Linked DNA regions of Sus scrofa: all the other regions are linked to region 1. Evidence: chromatin contacts called from public HiChIP or PLAC-seq and promoter capture Hi-C data. All regions are on one chromosome and are shown on one strand. The core of a region is the stretch at or near the end of the contact, and the rest is flanking DNA. Distances in the headings are between cores, read along the strand shown. Region 1 holds the start of SNX18 (sorting nexin-18). Region 2 overlaps LOC100737060 (chondroitin sulfate proteoglycan 4-like). Region 3 holds the start of LOC100737060 (chondroitin sulfate proteoglycan 4-like).

Region 1 (2,893 bases), core at 184-2,683:
AAAATGGAGTAATTCAGAATCTGCCTAGTGAAGTGAATTAAGGTTTTGCATTAGGGATAAACACTGTAGGGGTAATTCTGATATACTGGGCTCATGGTTTTGAGCAGGATGCTTAGAATACCGCAGCTCTTACAATAATTGTATACTCTTCTGGCTTGTTTCCCAGATTTGCTTGAAAAGGGTCAGAGGACAGGATGAAATTAATGACATATGAATGCTAACACCCCAATTAGAGGTGTCTTCAAAGGAATAATTAGGCTTGACTTAATAAGAGGGGATTCTGAAAAGAAAAAGCTTTAGGCAAATTATACACTGAAGGAAAAGATGTGAAACAAGGCACCTCTAGGAGATTAGAATTGATTAATATTCAGAGAGTAATTTTTAAAATCTACTTATTTTAAAAATAATATACAGTGAGATGAATGGAGAGTGAGAGTCACTGATCTGAGACCAAGAGCAGGGGTATGAGCATTGGTACCCTTCCCAGGGCATTTACTCTGGAATTGTGACCCCCTATTCTCTTTATGAAGAATAGGACCCCTATTCTCTTTATGAAGGAGAACAGGGTTTTTGCTTCCCCAAATAACAAAAATAGCAGCCGCAGTGGCAGCAAACATTTAAACTGTGCTGACCATGTATATAGCGCTTGCCAAATTTTAAGCTCTCTGTTTCATTCGCCTCGTCTGTAAATAGGGATTCCATTATTATCAAATCCCTACAACAAACCTGGGAGTGCAATAAGTAATTTACTCAAGGTCATACAGGTAGGTACTATCAGAAGGCAGATTGAACCCAGCAGTCTGGCGCGGAAGTCTAAGCTCTCATTCCCTGCACTATATGTGTCTTATGCAAAACGCTAGCTTTCTTTGCACACTTATTTTAGTGTAAACTCTTCAGCGCCTCCCTTCCCACACCACCCTTAGCCTCTAAACTTGTCAAACACTGCGCCTTCCTTACTTTGCTCTTGCCACTCTCCTCCCCTTCTGACCAAAGGGCTCTCCAGTGGGTAGAAGATGAAAGGAAGCTTCTCCCTCGTTGGCTTACAGCCTCCAACACAGGCGTCCTGTCTTATAGCAATCGCTAATAGTCATTGTAAATCCTTTAATAGATGCGTGGGTTAAGTATTCTTTTAGCATTCACGGAGGACTCAGAGTGGAAAAACTTCTAAAGAATGCAAGTATTAGCTTACTTTCTAGGATACGGTTTTTAACCTAAATGCCAAAAAAATTCTCAGAGAATTCACTTCTGAATAGAAACCTTCACCCGCCAACTCTCTCCTGCGCTTCACTGAGCGGCACTGGCCATAAGAGGGCAGTGGCAGCCACGGAGTCTGACCTGAGGGCGGGAGCGGCGGCTCGGCCATCGCTTGCTCTTGCCTGGCACGCGGCTCTCGGTCGTGGATTAGCGCAGCTGGGGACGTGGGAGGCCGCGGGCCCCGCCCCCGACCCGCGGCTGCGGCGGCCCAGCGCGGCAGTCGGCGCTGCAAGCCGAGCGGCGCTGAGGGTGCAACTTGCGGGCGGGGGCCCAGGAGTGAGCGCTGCCTTTGGGGCTTCTCTCCGCGCGCCAGGGCGCGGGTACCACCGCGGGACCCTCCGGCGGGCGCTGGGCTTGGAGCGCCGAGAGTCGGGGGCAGCCCGCTGGGGCACCGTGACCATGGCGCTGCGTGCCCGGGCGCTGTATGACTTCAGGTCGGAAAACCCGGGGGAGATCTCGCTACGGGAGCATGAGGTGCTGAGCTTGTGCAGCGAGCAGGACATCGAAGGCTGGCTCGAGGGGGTCAACAGCCGCGGAGACCGCGGCCTTTTCCCAGCCTCGTACGTGCAGGTGATCCGCGCCCCTGAGCCCGGCCCGGCGGGTGACGGCGGCCCGGGCGTTCCTGCCCGCTACGCCAACGTACCACCCGGCGGCTTCGAGCCCTTGCCCGCCGCGCCGCCCGCCTCTTTCAAGCCGCCGCCGGACGCCTTCCAGCCACTACTGCAGCCGCAGCAGGCGCCGCCGCCAAGCACCTTCCAGCCGCCAGGCTCCGGTTTCCCTTACGGCGGGGGCGCCCTGCAGCCTTCGCCGCAGCAGCTTTACAGTGGCGGCTACCAGGCCAGCCAGGGCAGCGACGATGACTGGGACGACGAGTGGGACGACAGCTCCACGGTGGCTGACGAGCCGGGCGCGCTGGGCAGCGGCGCGTACCCGGACCTCGACGGCTCTTCTGGGGGCGTCGGCGCGGCGGGACGCTACAGCCTTTCCACGCGCTCCGATCTGTCTCTGGGCTCCCGCGGTGGCTCGGTGCCGCCGCAGCATCACCCGTCGGGGGCTAAGAGCTCTGCCACCGTGAGCCGAAACCTCAACCGTTTCTCCACCTTCGTCAAGTCCGGCGGGGAGGCCTTCGTGCTGGGCGAGGCGTCCGGCTTCGTGAAGGACGGGGACAAACTGTGCGTGGTGCTGGGGCCCTACGGCCCTGAGTGGCAAGAGAATCCCTACCCCTTCCAGTGCACCATCGACGACCCCACCAAACAGACCAAGTTCAAGGGCATGAAGAGCTACATCTCCTACAAGTTGGTGCCCACGCATACTCAGGTGCCTGTGCATCGGCGCTACAAGCACTTCGACTGGCTCTATGCGCGTCTGGCGGAGAAATTCCCCGTCATCTCGGTGCCCCATCTGCCCGAGAAGCAGGCCACTGGCCGTTTCGAAGAGGACTTCATCTCCAAACGCAGGAAGGGCCTGATCTGGTGGATGAACCACATGGCCAGTCACCCGGTGCTGGCGCAGTGCGATGTCTTCCAGCACTTCCTGACGTGTCCCAGCAGCACCGACGAGAAGGCCTGGAAACAGGGCAAGAGGAAGGCGGAGAAGGACGAGATGGTGGGCGCCAACTTCTTCCTGACCCTTAGCACAC
Region 2 (3,035 bases), core at 417-2,916, 310 kb after region 1:
AACAAATTAAATATAAATATACTTATCAAAGATATATTACAAATATATATATAAGATATTCATATATCTTATTATTTAACATTAGAAACAACACAGAAGAAAATCAAATTGGTGGCTCTATGTTAGCAGGATAAATCTGAAAGCATGGAGCACTTACCTGAAGGATTTTATTAGCTGTAATTACTGGAGCCTCATCATTTACTGACTTGACAGTCACAAAAAGAGTTTGGGGCACACTCTGTTTTCCGAGCTCTGAGCTATTTGCAAAGATGGTAAAACTGTCAAGAAGGTCCTCACTATCATCATGAACATAGGAAATCAATCCATTTTCCACCTGTAACCAACAACATCAAAATGACCAAATCACTGAAATGCAATCTTAAAATATGAAAAAAAATGCTATGAAAGAAATCTTGATTTTTTTTTTTTTGCCATTTCTTGGGCTGCTCCAGCAGTATATGGACGTTCCCAGGCTAGGGGTCGAATCATCGGAGCTATAGCCACCGGCCTACACCAGAGCCACAGCAACACAGGATCCGAGCCGTGTCTGCAACCTACACCACAGCTCACGGCAGTGCCGGATCCTTAACCCACTGAGCAAGGCCAGGGATCGAACCTGCAACCTCATGGTTCCTAGTCGGATTCATTAACCACTGAGCCACGACGGGAACTCCAAAATCTTGATTTTTTAATATCACTCTAAAACACAGAAGCACGTGTTCATTTCAGGAAGTTTGATTCTGACAATCAGAGTGCAAATTATGAAGCGGTGCTGCATGCCAGAAATAAGTTTAATGAAGAACAAAGTAATGGAGCAATGTGGAGGAGTAAAGAAAATGCTGGACTGGTTACCAGAAAATTTGAATTCAAAAGGTATTTCTAACATTAAAATGTGTTAAGTGACATGCTCCACCCTTTATTCCAATGGGTTTTAACAACACCCATTAAAATTGAGACTCTACTTGTTTCTTTAGAGAGGTGAATTTTTGAGGTTGTAGATTATTTTGTTGGACAATTCAGAATGTTGGATTTAGGCTCTTAAGTTTCCATGCACTGGATGAATTTCTGCTCTTTGGAGACATATGGATCAGGGCAACTAATTAAGTTTCCTCAAACTAGTCCTTTCTGAACTAAGCTTGCATTTTTCCCTTAACTGTTCTTTGTATGCACGGTTACACTTGCCACCTCCTCTCCTGCTTCAGAATACAATCATTTTTTGGTGCATGTCTTAACAGATGTTACCCATAACTAGCTACTATATACCTCCCGAGGACAAAGTGTAATGATTGTATCCAACTTAGTCTATCAAGCAAGATTTCTCTCAATGTGATAACCACTATGCAAATGTTTATTTTTATCCCTGGTAAATTTCATCTAATTTTCATTCTAAAATGGTCATCCAATGAATCAGTTATTCCTCTTGGATTTGCAATAGCCACAGATTTGATCAGAATGCCTTCCTTGCCTTTAAGGCTCTGAGGGAAAAGTTGACGAGCTTTTCAGGATCAAAATCAGAAAGACCAGGAGAATTTTAAAGCTAGAAGGGAACTTGGCTTCAGTGAATCTGTGACCCAAAAATACAACAGCAGAGTACTTCCAAAGCCCAAGAGAAGTAGTTGAACTTCTAAAAAAGCCTCTGGGGTTGTGTTTGTTTTGATAAAATACAGCCAACATTTTTCACAGTTCAACTTTGCCCAGTCCTGTGGCGCATTTCCTTTGAGCAAAGACTTTTGATCTTTCAGAGGTGTTTCTGACAAGAGTTGAAAAGTTCATGAACAGTCTCAAGAGAAAGTTGTGGCCACTTGTACACAGGTGCATGAGAATTTCTTTGGAGTTCAATGGGAAGAGGAACTCCAGACCATCAGCCTGACCACTTGCTCCTAGAACACACTGCTTCAAGCTATTTGAAAGCAAATGTGGAAGATGGCATTTATCACAGAGCAGGAGAATTTTTAATCTAGTATGCTTTAGGAAGAGAGCATTTAAATAGAAGTCACCTTTTCAGAAGAAATACGTCCTGTCATTTCCTCAATGGAGTAGTACTCCCCCAGAGTACCATTTAAAATGTCAGCCAGTAGGTATTAGTCTAAAGGAAGCAAGAGGGTTTGGTGGGGATTTGTCCATTCCTAGTTCTAACACCAGAAAAACACCTGCTGACCTGAATCTAAAGTATATGACAAACTTGCAGAAAATCTTAAAATATTAAAGAGTGTTTGGTCCTCTCACGAACATGTGCAGGGACTGTCAGGTCCCTTCTCTGCTCGAATCCTCCCTCTCCCATTGCTTCCCATCACACTCTGGGGCAAAGGTAAAGTCAAAAGCCTTCCAAACTGGACCTCCCTAACCTCATCTACTGCCCCCACCTCCCCACCCCATATGAGCAGCTCCAGCCAGACGGAGTTTCTCCTGCTCCCCTCACAGAGCTGTTCGCTTGTTCTTCCCTTGGCCTGAATGAGCTTCCTTCTCCATATCCACTGAGCTCGCCATCCATCACCTACTCCAGGGGTCTGCTCAACACCCTCCCTCCAACCACCACACCATATTTGAAACTGAACTTCAACACACACACACACACACACACACACACACACACACACACACACACACGTCAAGTTCTCAGCACTTCCTATCTCCTTTTCCTGCTTTACTTTCTCCATACCACTAATCTTCATTCAACTACTTTATCTCTACAAATTCACTTCTTTCATTTATTCTCTCTCTCTGCCCCCATCTTTCCCCCACTAGGAAAAAAAGATCCATAAGGACAGGGATTATTGCTGGGTTAGCTCCCTGCTTTATCCCCAGTACTCAGAACTAATATACCAGACACATAATGGACACTCAAAAACTATAGCTGAATGAATGAAGGGCAAAAATGGTCAGGACTCTCCTTCTTTGAGTCACTATAGGCTATAACCACAAGTTGTGAGGTTCTTAGCGAAAATGATCATGTCTCAAAACCTAGAGACCTCGGGAGTCATAAAGCAAGATAAAACAGGAAGGGCTCACCTGAAAGAGTAGGAACACAAACTTGA
Region 3 (2,873 bases), core at 198-2,697, 340 kb after region 1:
TCATCCCAGTTTTACAAATGCAACATCAAGACTGAGAGAAGTAATTTTCTTAAAGTCACTCTGAGAATATGCAGTGGCACCCAGATTAAAGACCAAGTCCACCTGTCTCCAAAGCCATGGGACTTCCATCACCACCCCTCTGACCCCCAACGCCATTCACTGCCCTCTCAGATCTCCGGGTCTACAACTAGCACCTTCTCTCAAGCCACACCAAAATCAGAGTCACAGCGGCCCCACACCTGGACCTTAGTACCCCGCCTAACCCACCCTGGACGCCAGGCAGGAAGGGGCCGCGGGAGGAAGCAGAAGAGGAATCTGGAAAGAGGGAGATGAAAACGGAGGAGCTCAAAAGAGGCCCCCAACAGCGGATAGGCGCAGAGCTGGAGGAGCTGGAACAGGCATGCGCAGAGGTGAGAGTGAGGCCCCGCTACTCTGAGGGCCTGGCAACCCCCACCCAGCCCGAACGCGACTCTGACTGAAGCTCCTAGGGAATTCAACTGAAGGGAAGTAAATAAGCGTACCACAAAGATTTACAAGGCCTTTGATTTAGAGTGTTTTCTAAACAGTCTCGAAGAAAATTTTTTGTTGAGCTGAACTGAATTTCAAAGGGCCGTGAAGAGCAGGAAGGCACAACTGTTGAGTTGCATTATGTAAAAAGTCTCCATAACTGTCTTGCGTTAGTAATCTTTGACAACTGAAAAGAGCCATGGAAATTTAAAGCACTTTCGGAGAATCGAGTCCAGAAAATGTAAGTGGACTGTGGAAGGGCTCATGGAACAGGCCAGGGACCCCCAAACCCGTGCGGGTCACGTGCTACCGAGTAAGGGGCCTGGGTACGCGGCAGGGCTGAAAAGGCTCGGAAGGGAGGACAGCCGGGAACCTTCAGCCTGGCTCGTCCGAGGGCCACCAGAAGTCTGGCTCTGAAACCCCAAATCGGCGGCGAAGGCCGCGTGTAGGTCAGCGCAGGGCCCGCCCCTCAGGCTCCGGAACTGGCGGGGATCTGAGGGGCCGGGCCGCGCGGGGCGGGGAGTTGGAAATTTTCCGCGGAGGCCGGGAGTCACCGCAGAACCAAGCGGTCTCCTCCCCCGGCTGCCCGGCTCCCAAGGCCCGGCCAGAGAGTTAAACTTGCGGTCGCTGAGGGACTTGCCGGGCCGCGGCGTCTCCCGGAGCCCCCAGAGTACAGGGGTCTCCCCGCCCCCCGTTCCGCTCGCCACCCCCCTCTCCTGGCGGGCTCCGCGCGCGCCCGGCCGAGGCTGGGACGGGGAAGGGAAGTTAGGTGCGCGTACCTCCGAGCGCCTCGCAGAGCCCCAGGCAGGCGGCGAGCAGGACGAGGCGGCGGGCTCCGAGCCGCCCCATTCTGCCTTGGCGGTCCCGCGCCCAGCGCTCGCTCCCGGGCGGCGGCCGCGGCCGCGATACCTGAGCCGACCCCTCCCCGCCAGCCGGCGGGACCCAGAGCCTGGCCAGGGGGCGCCGCCCCCAACCAGCGCGGGGGCTGGGCGGGGGCGGGGAGAGCCACTTGCAATCCGCAGCTGTTGCGTCCCCATCACGCTCCGCGTCGCTTGCCAACCGCGGCGCCTACCGGAACTTTTCCCGTGCTCCAGGGCCCAGGCAGGCTCGGTGGGAGAGATTACCTGCCCCCCCACCCCAGCCTGCCTGGCAAAGGAGTTAGGTGTGAGAGCAGGCACTGTGGAGAAATGGTGGCTGGAGGGAGAAGCATTCCTGAGGTATGACCCTACTTAAGACCTTAAGGCTTCAGAGTGAGCGCCAACTTATTGCTGTATCCCCAACACATACCTGGAGCACAGGCACCGTCAGCTGTGTTGGGTGAATGCTGAGTTAGAATGGGAGGAGAAAAGCGATGTAATCATTCCTTCCCAAATGTGAGCCTTATTTTTATTTATTTTAAAAGGACTATCCCTAAAATAATTTCACTGAGTTTTTGAAGCAATAGTCTATCAGGTGCGTGAATCAAGGCCCAAGAGTCATGTGCAGGAACACTCACCTCCTGAGAGAACGGGGCTAGAACGGGGCCTGGCAGGGTTTGACCAGCCAGAGCTGCGGGCTTCTAGGTCAGCCTCTGGGCCATGTTTCTGGGCTGTGTTCACTCCAACATTGGTGTTTGACAAAATGGTAATGCGTGTGCTAACAAGGGCAACAATGTTAGCGATATTTTATACCTAATAAAATTAAAGATGATTTTATTTCCCCTTCCTTTCCTTTTTAGTTCTGTAATAAAGTGCTTTTTTCTTACCCCTCTGTTTTCTTATTAGGGCCGCACTGGTGGCATATGGAAGTTCCCAGGCTAGGGGTCAAATGGGAGCTACCACCCTACAACCACAGCCACAGTGCTGCAGAATCCAAGCCACATCTGCAATCTACACCATGGCTTGTAGCAAAGCCAGATCCTTATTCCACTGAGTGAGGCCAGGGATCCAACCCAAATCCTCATGGATACTAGCTGGGTTCGTTTCCTCTGAGCCACAAGGGGAACTCCCAGAAGTGCTTTTAAGCATAGATGATCTGTACTTTAACTCCTGAGCAGACAGGTTTCCTCTGCCCAACAGTCCTCCATTCTCCTGGAAACCTCACCCTACTTCTCTAGGGGAACTGCTCCACACTCTCTGCCCCACCCTTGTGCAAGTGTGTTGAAAATGGGAGCCAGCACCAACTTTCATGACCTTTCCAGTGATTGGTCAGAGGATGAACACTTGACAAAGAGCAGAGAATTAGTTCCAATTTGAAACTTTCCCAGCACCTTCTAAGGGAAGAGGGTCTGCTCCTCTCTGGAGGGGAAACAGAGAAGCTATAGGTCGCCAAGTCTTCTGATTTTTAAAGAAGCCAGTCTACAGTTTAAAAGAAGAGAACAAAGAGAA

Evidence for each region. Promoter capture Hi-C pulls out the DNA fragments that hold promoters and counts their contacts. HiChIP or PLAC-seq counts read pairs in DNA pulled down with a chosen protein or histone mark.
Region 2: a promoter capture Hi-C map of fetal liver shows a contact between it and region 1, with 8 times the contacts expected there. The contact joins the enhancer-like site here to the promoter of SNX18 in region 1. A contact is called at or near these places in 5 of 5 promoter capture datasets (fetal liver, fetal skeletal muscle, liver and 1 more), 36 of 47 Hi-C or Micro-C datasets (adipocytes, adipose tissue, alveolar macrophages and 17 more) and 2 of 2 datasets of contacts at active chromatin or transcription factors (alveolar macrophages and skeletal muscle).
Region 3: a contact with region 1 is called in an H3K27ac HiChIP or PLAC-seq map of skeletal muscle. The contact joins the promoter of LOC100737060 here to the promoter of SNX18 in region 1. A contact is called at or near these places in 3 of 5 promoter capture datasets (fetal liver, fetal skeletal muscle and liver), 7 of 47 Hi-C or Micro-C datasets (adipocytes, blood, embryonic fibroblasts and 4 more) and 2 of 2 datasets of contacts at active chromatin or transcription factors (alveolar macrophages and skeletal muscle).

Annotation. Positions count from the first base shown.
Region 1 is chr16:33,775,531-33,778,423 of Sscrofa11.1, forward strand. SNX18 (sorting nexin-18) reads left to right here and starts at 1,434. Exons shown (of 2, transcript XM_021076956.1): 1 at 1,434-2,893. The coding sequence starts at 1,654.
Region 2 is chr16:34,090,140-34,093,174 of Sscrofa11.1, forward strand. LOC100737060 (chondroitin sulfate proteoglycan 4-like) reads right to left here. Exons shown (of 13, transcript XR_002339749.1): 5 at 158-334. Among named protein-coding and RNA genes, the nearest start is that of ESM1, 100 kb to the right of the region's middle. Within about 2 kb of position 1,667, at least 6 of the 83 cell types and tissues checked have an H3K27ac peak or open chromatin away from gene starts, as enhancers often do. A contact at or near this core is called in fetal liver and liver, where this site is marked.
Region 3 is chr16:34,112,232-34,115,104 of Sscrofa11.1, forward strand. LOC100737060 (chondroitin sulfate proteoglycan 4-like) reads right to left here and starts at 1,448. Exons shown (of 13, transcript XR_002339749.1): 1 at 1,287-1,448.